Regions from separate parts of the Mus musculus genome. Here region 1 is linked to region 2. Evidence: chromatin contacts called from public HiChIP or PLAC-seq data. All regions are on one chromosome and are shown on one strand. Each heading gives the region's core, a stretch centred on a gene start, on an enhancer-like site or on the middle of the called end of the contact. The rest is flanking DNA. Distances are from core to core; before and after follow the strand shown. Region 1 overlaps Gm33655 (a long non-coding RNA gene). Region 2 overlaps Gm33655 (a long non-coding RNA gene).

Region 1 (7,151 bases), core at 2,465-4,964, 220 kb before region 2:
GGACAGAATGAGGCCAGCCACAATGGGATGGAATGGAGGGGGGTGACTGTAAACTTCTATGATGACCTGTGCTCTCCCTAGTGACTGCCTCTCATAGAGCCTAGATACAAGATCACAGTCGTTCTGGAGCAGGGGCCTTGAGTTCTGAGTTCTAGGTGGCTGTGGGGCCAAGCCTTCATTTTGGAGTAGCCTTGGAAGGGAAGGTACTTGCCCCAGGTCACACAAGAGGCCTGAGGAGGGACTCAGAAACTGAATTCTGACCCTGGCATTGAGTTCAGTGTCTTGGCTGACTTCTCAGAAGTCTAAGGAGCAAGTAGAGGAAGAAAAGACAGTTGGGCCTCTGGGAAGCTCTTAGGCGTTGTGTTCATACTTGGCAATAGTTTCTTCTCCTCCTCCCCAGTGTCTATGTGGCCTGTTAGTGCACAGTGCCTTCACCTATCCCAATTCTACTATTGGTTCTTCTGGGCAGTCCAGATAGATGGGATACTAAGCTTTAGTGGGAGCAGATGGCTGTGCTGGGAATCTTTTGGACCTGCCAGTTTCCAGGAGCGTTAGGAGCATTTCCTTCAGGCCATTCCTAGAAACCTGGTACCTTGCACTTGGGATCTATAGTAATGCAAGGCATGAAGAAGCTTGGGAGGTTTTCTGGGGTGGAGGCCTGAGGGCGTCAAGGTGGGTTCTGCAGGAGACCTCCTATCTACTTGCAAGCAAGTCAGCCAGGGCCACTGAGGCCCTTCTAAAAGGTAACAGATGGATCATGGTGAGAGTGCAGGAAAACAGCAGCAAATCTTCCTATCATGAGCAGGATCTGAGGCCCACAGTACGTAAATAGCAACAAGCCCTGATAGGGAGACTGCCCCTGGGCTGCCCACCTCCTGTGTGCTGGCCACCTCCTTCCACAGCAGCAATCTGACTCCTTGGAAACTCCATACTAGCTCACCCCAGGCATCCTCACCCAGGGGCATCCTGGATGTAGTAAAGTAGGTGGAATTGGCTAGACAGATACAGTGGCTTGGATCATTGAGAACACCTGGGTGGTGTGTGTGTGTGTGTGTGTGTGTGTGTGTGGCATAGGGGAGACATTTTTTACTTAATCTCTGAGTATCTCAGCATCTGTAGTACTGTGGAAAGGGGTATGAGGTCTGGTTCAAATCCTGGCTCAGCCATTTGCTTACTAGTTGCATGATCTTAGGCAGTGAACTCTACCTCTAGGTGCCTTAGTGTCTTCAGGTGTGATGTGGAGGTGACTAATGGTACAGGGCAGTTAAGGAGGCTGGCATGAGTTGAAGAAGTCTGACTCTTGCCTATGTTAATGTGCCCAGGTCACTTCCTACTGGTGGGGACAGTGCAGCTCCACAAGGCTCTGCACCTTCCCTGTGTTTCTGGAGAGACCTGGGTTTGAGGTAGGCTGAGTGTGAAGGCAGTAGGTCCAAGACAGCCATCTCAGGCTTGTGCAGCCAGGGAGGCCTGGGCTTACAAGTATCTGTGACTTTGCTTTTAGTAACTTTACATCTCTACACATCAATTTTCCTGTCTGTAAAGTGGGAATAACAATTCTTTTCTTTAAGAAAATGATGAGAATCACATGAGAATACATCAGCTTGGGCTCATCATGCCAGAATGGTGATTCCTAAGGCCTGATAAACAAGGAGGACAGGTTGCCTCCTTTGTGCTGTGGTGGACCCAGCAATCCCATAGGCAGAGAACACTAGTCAGTACAGGGAGAGGATGTTTGCACATCAGTTCTCATTGCAACAGTCTAGCACCCGAGATATGGAAACAACCCAAGAGTCTGTTTGCCGATGAAAGAATCAGAACATCTCACACACACACACACACACACACACACACACACACACACACTAGTCATCCTTGAAAAAGAAGGAAAGCATATCATTTGTGACAATGTAGGTAAACCGGGAGGACGTAATACAAAATGGAACACACTGGGCCCAGAAAGACAAGTTCTTCATGATCTAATTATGAGGTGAATTCAGGAAAGTTGACTCAGTGGCTGGAGGTAGGCATGGCACAGAGGGTACCAAGTTTCAGGAGTGCAACACAGATAGATTCTGGATTGCTAAAAACTTCATGGTGACCATGGCTAATTACATCACATAACATATGAATGAAGTTTGCTAAGACTGCAAATCTTACATGTTCTCACAAATGGTAACTTTGAGACATATTTATGTTAAGTAGCTTGATTGTGATTTATATATATATACATATACATACACACACACATATGTATATATATATATATATATATATATATATATATATATATATATATATATATAGTATGAGTACATTGTAGCTGTCTTCAGACACACCAGAAAAGGGCACCGGATCCTATTACAGATGGTTTGGAGCCATCATGTTGTTGCTGGGAATTGAACTCAGAACCTCTGGAAGAGCAGCCAGTGCTCTTAGCCTCTGAGGCATCTCTCCAGCCCATGTTATATATTTTTAAACATCAATTGTGAATACACACAATTTTATTTTTCAACAAATACTGTTCTCTTAAATGAAGAGTGGGCTTGACAGAACTGGAAATGTTGGGTAGCTTCTCTTCGGCTGGGGTGCTGGATTGGAAAGCAGACGTTACACCTAGTGCCATCACCATCCCCACCTTTGAGAGAAACCTATGACATCTGGTAAGGACAAGTAGGTCCCCAGAAGACTCGTAAGCATGTTTTGCAAGCCTCTCTCCAGCCATGCAGAGGCAGAGGCAGAGGCTCCTGAGTGTGGGGGGCCTCTGAGCTTATGCAAATGAGTGAGTGTTAATCGCTCCACTAATGGGAAACACACGGGGAGATAGGATCAGCAGCAAAGCGGAAAGAACTTCCAGAAAATCCAAGCTGGGAGAAACCCAGAGAAATCCGGGAAGCTGATTAAGTGCTCCAAAGCTCAGGGTGCACTGTGCGCTGGTGGGCACAAGGCATGGAGGGGGCAGGGTGGGGAAGTGTGGCTGAAGCATCAGTGATTGGCCACCCAAGTCCAATTGACCTTGTACTCAGAGTCTTGGAGAGCAGTATTTCTCTCTCCGAGCCAGGCCACTTGCCAGGCAGCCTGGATGCATGCCTCCCCTTTGCTTGGCTCTGTGCAGGGCTCCAGTGTCATGCAAACGTGTCCAGACCCTGATTTCTGAGACAACACTCCTGCTGGGGTGAGCTCTTAGACTCTGGAGCCAGACTGTCTGTTCAAATCTCATTTCTGACACTTTCTAGCTGTGTGACCTTGGACACGGTATTCAACCTTTCTGTGTTTCAACTTCCGCATTTGTAAACTGAGAAGCTGTAAGATGATAATGCTGTTGCGGTGTGGATCAAATGCAGTGCAGTTGGAAGAGTGGCTGTGAGTTCATAAATGCTGGGTACAAGATAGGTGTTATTTCAGAAAGATAAAATTTGACCAAGGCCTTCTTATGCTTCCTTTACAGAGTGTCCCATTGCCCTGGGGTGTGAGGGCAATCTCAGCCCTGAGGGTTCTTCTGCTCCTTGCTCTTCTATTTTGTCCCTGTTTGTGCCACTACCCTCCTGCCATTCCAATTGACCTGTAGGTTGTTTGTTTGTTTGTTTGTTTAGTTTTGTTTTGTTTTGTTTTTGGAATATGCTCTCTTATCTATGGGCATCTGTGTGTGCTGTCTTCTGGCTTGAAGTTCCCTCTCTCAAAGATCTTGCCTGCCCACTTTCATGTGGTAGGCTGTTACAAAAGGAGCTTTATATCTGATGCTCATCAGACACCTGGCTCTCCAGGGACTCCCCATGCCCCACTCTTATACTGTGAGTTTTCAGGGTACATTTCTTCACGGGGTTGAGCCATCTCTCTGTTCTCGACACACACAGAGCAAGTCTGGACTCAGAGAAGGCTTGGCAAGTATTTTTGTTGAGTGAATCTAGAGACGCCACAGATAAGTTAGTTGCTCAGGCTGCTGTTCCAGTCATGAGATTCCTTCTGGCTCCATCAGATGAGACTGGCGAGCTGTGTGACTGTAGATAAATTGTACCACTTGTCTGGTCTTCAAATTATTCCCTGACAAATATTAATGGACACTTGCACATGAAGTGAAGTAATGATTTATTGTGCCTGAAATGTTCCAGGGCTGTTGGCCTTGCACTTCAGCATCTCCATGGTCCATGTTTGGAGCTTTGACTACCAGTATTCCTTTACCTGTGACCAGAGGAAGCAGGCAGCTGTGAAACCTACATGGGAGGCCTTACCCTTTCATCGTGTCAGAAAAGAAAAGCCACCAGGAATCTGTAATGTAGACAAGAGGGACATCCATCCGTCTTCCCTGCGAGTCCCAGATGGTTTCATATCCCACTTCTAGCATTTTACACTCTTGCATTTGGTTCAGTGGATTGTAGAGTTTTGTTACTCTGTGTCAGGAATCTGTACTTAATTGTATGACTAAAGCTTTGCTGTGTGTGGACAAATACCATCCATTCACTCATTTATTTACAATTTATTGACTACCTACTAAGTGGCTGGAATAATTGATACCAAGATAATCATGCTACTTCCTGTCTGCCTTCAGTTGTTCTAATCTTGGAGGGATAAGCAGATGTGGAAACAAGCAGAGGAGGATCATGGGAATCATGGAGGGATCAGGGCTGGGATGGCACCGATGGGGAAGTTCCTGATCCCTTTCTCTGCTCGAGGCTAAGCATTCTCTAACTGCCATGTTAGTTCTTCCCAGAGTCCCGGAGGCATGAAGGTAATGCTCCAATCAATTAGCTTTCTGTTATAGCTCTGACAAGTTAGCACAAACTTCCTAGGCTACAGCAGGGTTTATTAAATGTTTTCCACTTGCCCTCTTTCACCTAACAGACTTTTCCTTAACCCTAGGTATATACATACATAAATTACATATACAACTCAAAAATGTATGACACGAAATCCATTTAAACTATTTAAATTATTGAAAATGTTCCTTAGAATATGCACAGTATTATCACTTATTAAGGGTGAAAATAAATTTGAATTCTAATGAGGTGGATATTTATTTATTTATTATTTATTTTTAAATAAAGAATTATATCTTTGTTAAATAAGGATTGAAGTGGGGGAAGGAGGGCAAGAAAAGAAAGGGGTAGGGGTGGACTATCCAAAACTAAAGATGTATGAAAACTCACTCTTTTGTAATTAATTAAAAATATAATTAAAAAACAAAGAAATGGAGGTACTCTGCATGGGTAGAAAATGCTTCCCACAGAAGACATGATTTATTAAATGAAAACTCAGTGCCAGGTGTGAAATATTTTCCTAAAAGTTACTGGTCACGGAGAATCCCCAAACAACACAAACCATTTGATAAGTTTTGGTTGTCCACTCTAGCTAGATGGTGAGAGTCTACTGCTGAAGACAAACCACACTTTGGTTGCAGGATTTGAGAAATCAAGCTGGAAATGACCTTGGAGAGTTCTCTACTGGCTAGTTTTCATAGCGCAGGAAGCTGCTATGCAGGCCACAGGGGAAGAATAGACACCAGTGGTTTTGCCCAGTGCTGGGCTTTGCATATTGTAACACTGACCTGTCAGGCAAGTAAGTAAGTCCTTACAGGAGCCATAGTGACATGACTGCTGTAGGGCTAACCAGCTGCTTTCAGCTTGGATTTGAGGTATGTTCCAAAAGAGGAAATTTATGCCTGATACTTGTCAAAAGCCCATGGCTGTGAGCTATTGTCATTTTCCTAAATGCACACGTCAAACTGCCTTCTAAGTGCTTATGTTCACACACATGGATTAGTGTTGTTTTCAACCTTGGCCACAGAAACTTCTTCAGTGGGCAGTCAGTGCAGAGATTCATATCTGGTCAGCATGCTGGGAATAAGTGACTGTTGAGTGCCCAGCCCTTAATGGGAAACTTATATTACCTACCCCCCCACAAGGCTCTGGAAATAGGATGGAAGAAGTGGGTAGAAAGAATGTGAGAGGGCTGGAGAGATGGCTCAGTGATTAAGAGCACTGGATGCATGCTCTTCCAGAGATCCTGAGTTCAATTGCCAGCAACCACATGATGGCTCACAACCATCTGTAATGGGATCCAATGCCCTCTTCTGGTGTGTCTGAAGACAGCTACAGTGTACTCATATAAATGAAATAAATAAATCTTTAAAAAAATGTAAGAGCGAGGGGATGCTGTGAAATGCTGTCTTCTGGACACAACAGCACAGCTGCATTTATAACTCTCTGCAACTATGGTTACCTGCACAAGGGCAAGGCAGGCAACATTCCAGCATGGGTGGGAGATGGGCTTATGAAACTGCACCTCCAGCTCAGGAGCTATTGGCATTAATGGCTGTTGGGAGAGGGTAAGTCATTTTTCTTTGGAAGTGTGGCTGCTGGTAGTTTGTCCATGCTCCAATGAATCACCCACATCCATGTGTATGCAGGCAGCACTAATCAAATTCAGTGGGCTATAAAAATAATGATATAAAGATGGAAGGAGAAAATATTGGGGGTAGGGTTGAAGGATTGAGAGGGAAGATAAGTGTGATGGTTTCTATATGTTCGGCCCATGGAGTGGCACTATTAGGTGTGACCCTGTTGGAGTAGGTATGACCTTGTTGGAGTAGGTATGTCACTGTGGGAGTGGGCTTTAAGACCCTCATCCTAGCTGCCTGAAAGTCAGTATTCTGCTAGCAGCCTTTAGATGAAGATGTAGAACTCTCAGCTTCTGCACCCTGCCTGCCTGGATGCCTTGATGATAATGGACTGAGCCTCTGAACCTGTAAGCCAGCCCAATTAAATGCTGTCCTTATAAGAGTTGCTGTGGTCATTGGTGTCTCTTCACAGCAGTAAAACCCTAACTAAGACAGTAAAATTTGGGATATTTAGAACATAATCAAGCCTTGGGCTGGAGATGGCTAAGTCAGTAAAGTCATTCCCTATGAGTATGAAGACATGAGCTCAATTCCAATATCTTTGTAAAATGCATTATTCTATTCCCAAAGCCTGAGAGGAAGGGACAGGCAGGTCCTGGAGGCATGTGACCAGGTAGCCTAGCCTAATTGGTGAGGCCCTGGTCTCCGTTCCAGAACCTATCTCAAAAACCAAGACAGAAAACAAAACAAAACAAAACAAAACAAAACAAAAAACAAACCCAAGATGGCTAATGTCTGAGGAAGAGCAATACCCAAGGTT
Region 2 (6,389 bases), core at 2,451-4,950:
CCAGCTTTTGAATTAGTCATTTTCTCAGCCAAGAGCATGCAGTGACAATGAGCTGAGGGTGAATAGAGAAATCAGCACAGGGATGTGGGGCTCAGCTTATGAGTTCTCTCTGTGTGGGCTAAAGGAGCACAAGAGTGAGGCTTCTCCAGTCTTCTTCCCTCTGGCTTCTCAAAGCTAGTGAAAGCAGGTGGGTATGATGATGTCTCAACTTTGCCTCCTTTATCAGTGCTGTAGCCATTCTGTATAGGCTCCCCACCCCCAACCTGCCCCCTGCGTTAGGCAAGGTCTTACTATGTAGCCCTGGATAGCCTGGAAATTGCTAGGTAAATCAGGCTAGCTGTTTTAGTGTTTCTATTACTGTGAAGACACTCCACTTATAACTTTTTTTTTTTTTTTTTTTTTTTTTTCCATTTTTTATTAGGTATTTAACTCATTTACATTTCCAATGCTATACCAAAAGTCCCCCATATCCACCCACCCCCACTCCCCTGCCCACTCACTCCCCCTTTTTGGCCCTGGTATTCCCCTGTACTGGGGCATATAAAGTTTGCAAGTCCAATGGGCCTCTCTTTCCAGTGATGGCCGACTAGGCCATCTTTTGATATATATGCAGCTAGAGTCAAGAGCTCCGGGGTACTGGTTAGCTCATAATGTTGTTCCACCTATAGGGTTGCAGATCCCTTTAGCTCCTTGGCTACTTTCTCTAGCTCCTCCATTGGGAGCCCTATGATCCATCCATTAGCTGACTGTGAGCATCCACTTCTGTGTTTGCTGGGCCCCGGCATAGTCTCACAAGAGACAGCTACATCTGCGTCCTTTCAATAAAATCTTGCTAGTGTATGCAATGGTGTCAGCGTTTGGATGCTGATTATGGGGTGGATCCCTGGCTATGGCAGTCTCTACATGGTCCATCCTTTCATCTCAGCTCCAAACTCCGTCTCTGTAACTCCTTCCATGGGTGTTTTGTTCCCAAATCTAAGGAGGGGCATAGTGTCCACACTTCAGTCTTCATTCTCCTTGAGTTTCATGTGTTTAGCAAATTATATCTTATATCTTGAGTATCCTAGGTTTGGGGCTAATATCCACTTATCAGTGAATACATATTGTGTGAGTTTCTTTGTGAATGTGTTACCTCACTCAGGATGATGCCCTCCAGGTCCATCCATTTGGCTAGGAATTTCATAAATTCATTCTTTTTAATAGCTGAGTAGTACTCCATTGTGTAGATGTACCACATTTTCTGTATCCATTCCTCTGTTGAGGGGCATCTAGGTTCTTTCCAGCTTCTGGCTATTATAAATAAGGCTGCTATGAACATAGTGGAGCATGTGTCCTTCTTACCTGTTGGGGCATCTTCTGGATATATGCCCAGGAGAGGTATTGCTGGATCCTCCGGTAGTACTATGTCCAGTTTTCTGAGGAACCGCCAGACTGATTTCCAGAGTGGTTGTACAAGCCTGCACTCCCACCAACAATGGAGGAGTGTTCCTCTTTCTCCACATCCTCGCCAGCATCTGCTGTCACCTGAATTTTTGATCTTAGCCATTCTGACTGGTGTGAGGTGGAATCTCAGGGTTGTTTTGATTTGCATTTCCCTGATGATTAAGGATGTTGAACATTTTTTCAAGTGCTTCTCTGCCATTCGGTATTCCTCAGGTGAGAATTCTTTGTTCAGTTCTGAGCCCCATTTTTTAATGGGGTTATTTGATTTTCTGAAGTCCACCTTCTTGAGTTCTTTATATATGTTGGATATTAGTCCCCTATCTGATTTAGGATAGGTAAAGATCCTTTCCCAATCTGTTGGTGGTCTTTTTGTCTTATTGACGGTGTCTTTTGCCTTGCAGAAACTTTGGAGTTTCATTAGGTCCCATTTGTCGATTCTCGATCTTACAGCACAAGCCATTGCTGTTCTGTTCAGGAATTTTTCCCCTGTGCCCATATCTTCAAGGCTTTTCCCCACTTTCTCCTCTATAAGTTTCAGTGTCTCTGGTTTTATGTGAAGTTCCTTGATCCACTTAGATTTGACCTTAGTACAAGGAGATAAGTATGGATCGATTCGCATTCTTCTACATGATAACAACCAGTTGTGCCAGCACCATTTGTTGAAAATGCTGTCTTTCTTCCACTGGATGGTTTTAGCTCCCTTGTCGAAGATCAAGTGACCATAGGTGTGTGGGTTCATTTCTGGATCTTCAATTCTATTCCATTGGTCTACTTGTCTGTCTCTATACCAGTACCATGCAGTTTTTATCACAATTGCTCTGTAGTAAAGCTTTAGGTCTGGCATGGTGATTCCGCCAGAAGTTCTTTTATCCTTGAGAAGACTTTTTGCTATCCTAGGTTTTTTGTTATTCCAGACAAATTTGCAAATTGCTCCTTCCAATTCGTTGAAGAATTGAGTTGGAATTTTGATGGGGATTGCATTGAATCTGTAGATTGCTTTTGGCAAGATAGCCATTTTTACAATGTTGATCCTGCCAATCCATGAGCATGGGAGATCTTTCAATCTTCTGAGATCTTCTTTAATTTCTTTCTTCAGAGATTTGAAGTTTTTATCATACAGATCTTTCACTTCCTTAGTTAGAGTCACGCCAAGATATTTTATATTATTTGTGACTATTGAGAAGGGTGTTGTTTCCCTAATTTCTTTCTCAGCCTGTTTATTCTTTGTATAGAGAAAGGCCATTGACTTGTTTGAGTTTATTTTATATCCAGCTACTTCACCGAAGCTGTTTATCAGGTTTAGGAGTTCTCTGGTAGAATTTTTAGGGTCACTTATATATACTATCATATCATCTGCAAAAAGTGATATTTTGACTTCCTCTTTTCCAATTTGTATCCCCTTGATCTCCTTTTGTTGTCGAATTGCTCTGGCTAATACTTCAAGTACTATGTTGAAAAGGTAGGGAGAAAGTGGGCAGCCTTGTCTAGTCCCTGATTTTAGTGGGATTGCTTCCAGCTTCTCTCCATTTACTTTGATGTTGGCTACTGGTTTGCTGTAGATTGCTTTTATCATGTTTAGGTATGGACCTTGAATTCCTGATCTTTCCAAAACTTTTATCATGAATGGGTGTTGGATCTTGTCAAATGCTTTTTCTGCATCTAACGAGATGATCATGCTCCACTTATAACTCTTATAAAGGAAAGCATTTAATTGAGGCTTGCTTACAGTTCAGAAGTTTAGTTCATTGACTTTCATGGTGGCAAGCATGGCAGCGTGTGGGCAGACATGGTGCTGAGAATTCTACATCTGGATCTGGCAGGCAGCAAGAAGAGAGAGAGAGACTTGGTCTGGCTTAAGCACTTGAAACTTCAAAGCTCATCCCCAATAACACATTTCCTCCAACAAGGCCACACTTTGCAACAGTGCCACTTCCTATGTGCCTATGGAGGCCATTTTCATTCAAACCATCACACTAGCCTAAAACTCAGACATCTGCCTTCATCTGCTTCCCAAGTGCTAAGATCAAAGGCATACACCACCATACCTGACTTCATATAGACCTGTAAAAATAGCTCATTTTGTCCCACAGGGCAGGCAGAGAGGCAACACCAATAGCAATAGTGAAACGACAGTGAAATCAGTGCTCCAAATCTCCACATTAGAGAGAACCCTGTGTGTTTCTCAGGTCTGTTTCCTGTCCAGCTTCAACTGCTTACACATCTTAGCCTGTCATCTGTGAGCGATTTGCAGCTGAAACAGACTTTCTTCTTTTGTTCTGAAGTTCGACTACCACATGTAAGTCAGGACTCCACCACTTTCCTTTACATTATCATACCCATTGTGTGGGTGGGTGTCACCAAAGAACATGTGTGGAGGTCAGAGGACAATCTGTGAATCAGCTTTCTCTTTCTACCATTTGAGTCCTGGGGATTGAACTCAAATCTTCAAGTTTGGCAGCAAACCTCTTTACACACTTAATCATATTGCCGGCCCAGCCCCACCATTAAATTACTTTGAAAACGCTACTTAATTTCTTGGTCTCTGTTTCTAGATCTGATAATTGGAATTATAACAGTTCCTACTTCTTGGCAGCAGAAACAGGAAGCAGCAGGCTGACCACATCTCATTTGCATACAGGAAGCAGCAAAGACAGAGCAGGAAGTAGGGCAAGGCTAGAAACAAGTGGTTTTCAAACTTTTCTAACGCTGTGACCCTTTAATACAGTTTCTCATGTAAACACCTCTTCCCCGTGATAAAATTATTTTATTGCTACATCATAACTATAATTTTGCTACTGCTACAAATTTTAATGCAAATATTTGATATGCAGGATAAACTCTCAAAATCCTCCCAAAAGTGATGTTGTTCTTCTAGCAAGGTTTCATCCTTTAAAGGTTCCACTTCCCCAAACAGCACTACCAACTGGGGAATCAAGTGTTCAAATATATGTACCCATGGGGGACATTTCTCATTCAAACCACCAGTGCCTGTTATAGTAAAGGAAGGTAATAGGTTAAAAAAGAAAGATAGGAAGAAAAGAGAAAAACTTCAGATGACAAACTTAGTGAATCTTTCACATCAATCCACCTCTATCTTCCATGTTTGCTTTCCCATTTCTATCACATTGTTGCTTCTTTCATGAATGTTCTAGAAAGAATTGTGACCTCAGTCATTCAACAGATATTTACAGAACACTTCTGGATGCTAGGTGTGACCAGATGCAGAGACTGCTTACACAAAGAGGAACTCTGGGTTCAGCTAGTATTGAATCATGGGCCCTTCCATCTTCTCGCAAGGAGACTCCCTCCCAGGAGCCAGGAGGACCTGTGCTTGCTGGCAGGCAGAACAGATGCTATGGGCTTGAAACACTGGGATGTCCACTTTGCTCTGCTCTCGCTGCAGCCAGGCATGCTGAGCCTTGGTCACATTAGAGTCCTGGCTCTGCCAGTTTGGAGCCAGGCCACTTGTTCTTGGATAGACTCCCTTAATCTTATAAACCCTGGCTTCCTTACAAGTAAAACTAGGGTATAATGCCTGCCCTGCTTCAATGCCCGAGTTTCTGTGAGAGGAGATACTGGCGATACAAGGGAGACAAGAGCCCATGCCTCCCCTCCTCACCATCTGAGGGAAGGAAGCAAACACGCCAAGCTGTGTACTTTCATTCTCTACATGATTCTCCCACTCAGGATGCCTTTCTTCAGGCAAATTGTAACCCATACAGTTTGGTGAGAAAAGCTCCCTAAGTTCCCTAGGTCCCTATAGGTGTGGTGGGGAGCAGGACTCCTGGTCAGTCCTGGACTGTGACTTAACTCTCTCTTTCCAGGCTGGAGAGAATCCATCGTGGACCTCAGGCTGTTAGAGCTGAGCTTGGGCCAGGGATGTGCAGTGGGTCTTGGTTGGAAGATATGTGTAACCCCCCCTCCACTCCCACACATAAGACATCCAGGCATAGAGCTCATGGGAACTGCTGCAGGGCAGGGCTGGAGTTTCACTTTTGGCCTAGCTTAGATGGAGAGTGACAGGGCTGGGGGCTGCCTGACAGTTCAAAGAAGATATGTGACTCGGAGGTCAAAGTTCAGCAGAGAAGTCATTCTCTAGCCTCCTCAACTGGGAAAAATGTGTTCAAGCTGTTGCCCCTCCTGAGGTCTGCCCTGTCTTTCTGTTCCCTCCCCTGGCTCCTCGCACTTTTGGGTGGGGGCGGGGTTCTTCTGGGTCTCACTCACATGGCCTGGATCCATCCATCTTTATGCAAGAAGTTCCTGGGCTCTCGTCGCACTGAGCCTTCCTGAAGGTCAGGCTCTGGTGAAGCTGAGGTGGATAAGTTCACAGACTGGATGGAAGAAAGAGACAGAGCAGACCCTGTTGATCCAGCTGGATCTAAGCTCAGAGGATGAGAGCTTCTGTTTATCTAGTGTTCCTTATGAGCCACAGGTTGTGATGCATCACGTCACTGGACCAGCACCGTATATACGAAGCCAGTAGCTCCTATGCCATTTGGCAGCTAGAGAGCTATGAGTCACTCGGAGGGTATCTGCCTACAAGAAGCTGGTCTGGAAGCTCCAAGGCCTTATCCATTCTACCATGTGCCTTTCTCCAGAGTGGGGAGAGCTGCTCCACGAAGCTTGGAGCAGTGAGGGGTGTGTGTGGCTAGTGGTCCTCCTGGAGCACTTTGTCCTCGCTGGGCACCATGGAGCAGGCATGGGCTGGAGAGAGATTTGTCTTAAATCTGGGAGCTCAGCAGCAGCGCTTTCTCTTAGGCTCTGCCCTGTGTTCCATCTGCAGCCTTCACCTCTGCTGGCTTGATCTTGTCTTTGTTGCTAGCCCGTGGCTTCCCACTCTGCACTGTGCTTTGGCTTCAGCTGCCACTACTGAAAAGTCCATCTATTCTAAGCCATAAACCACTGAGCACCTGACCTCTTTAACTGTGTCTTAAAGAGACTCAAAC

What was found. HiChIP or PLAC-seq counts read pairs in DNA pulled down with a chosen protein or histone mark.
Region 1: a contact with region 2 is called in an H3K4me3 HiChIP or PLAC-seq map of the SCID.adh cell line, with 9 read pairs. The contact joins two enhancer-like sites. A contact is called at or near these places in 1 of 15 datasets of contacts at CTCF or cohesin (stem cell-derived epiblast-like cells), 8 of 115 datasets of contacts at active chromatin or transcription factors (the SCID.adh cell line, bone marrow-derived macrophages, craniofacial prominence and 5 more) and 1 of 9 other capture datasets (embryonic stem cells).

Annotation. Positions count from the first base shown.
Region 1 is chr4:114,872,499-114,879,649 of GRCm38.p6, reverse strand. The region is part of intron 1 of Gm33655 (a long non-coding RNA gene); the gene reads left to right. Among named protein-coding and RNA genes, the nearest start is that of Gm33655, 28 kb to the left of the region's middle. Within about 2 kb of position 3,714, at least 5 of the 459 cell types and tissues checked have an H3K27ac peak or open chromatin away from gene starts, as enhancers often do. A contact at or near this core is called in the SCID.adh cell line, where this site is marked.
Region 2 is chr4:114,650,307-114,656,695 of GRCm38.p6, reverse strand. All of the region lies in intron 1 of Gm33655 (a long non-coding RNA gene), which reads left to right. Among named protein-coding and RNA genes, the nearest start is that of Gm12829, 27 kb to the left of the region's middle. Within about 2 kb of position 3,700, at least 84 of the 459 cell types and tissues checked have an H3K27ac peak or open chromatin away from gene starts, as enhancers often do. A contact at or near this core is called in the SCID.adh cell line, where this site is marked.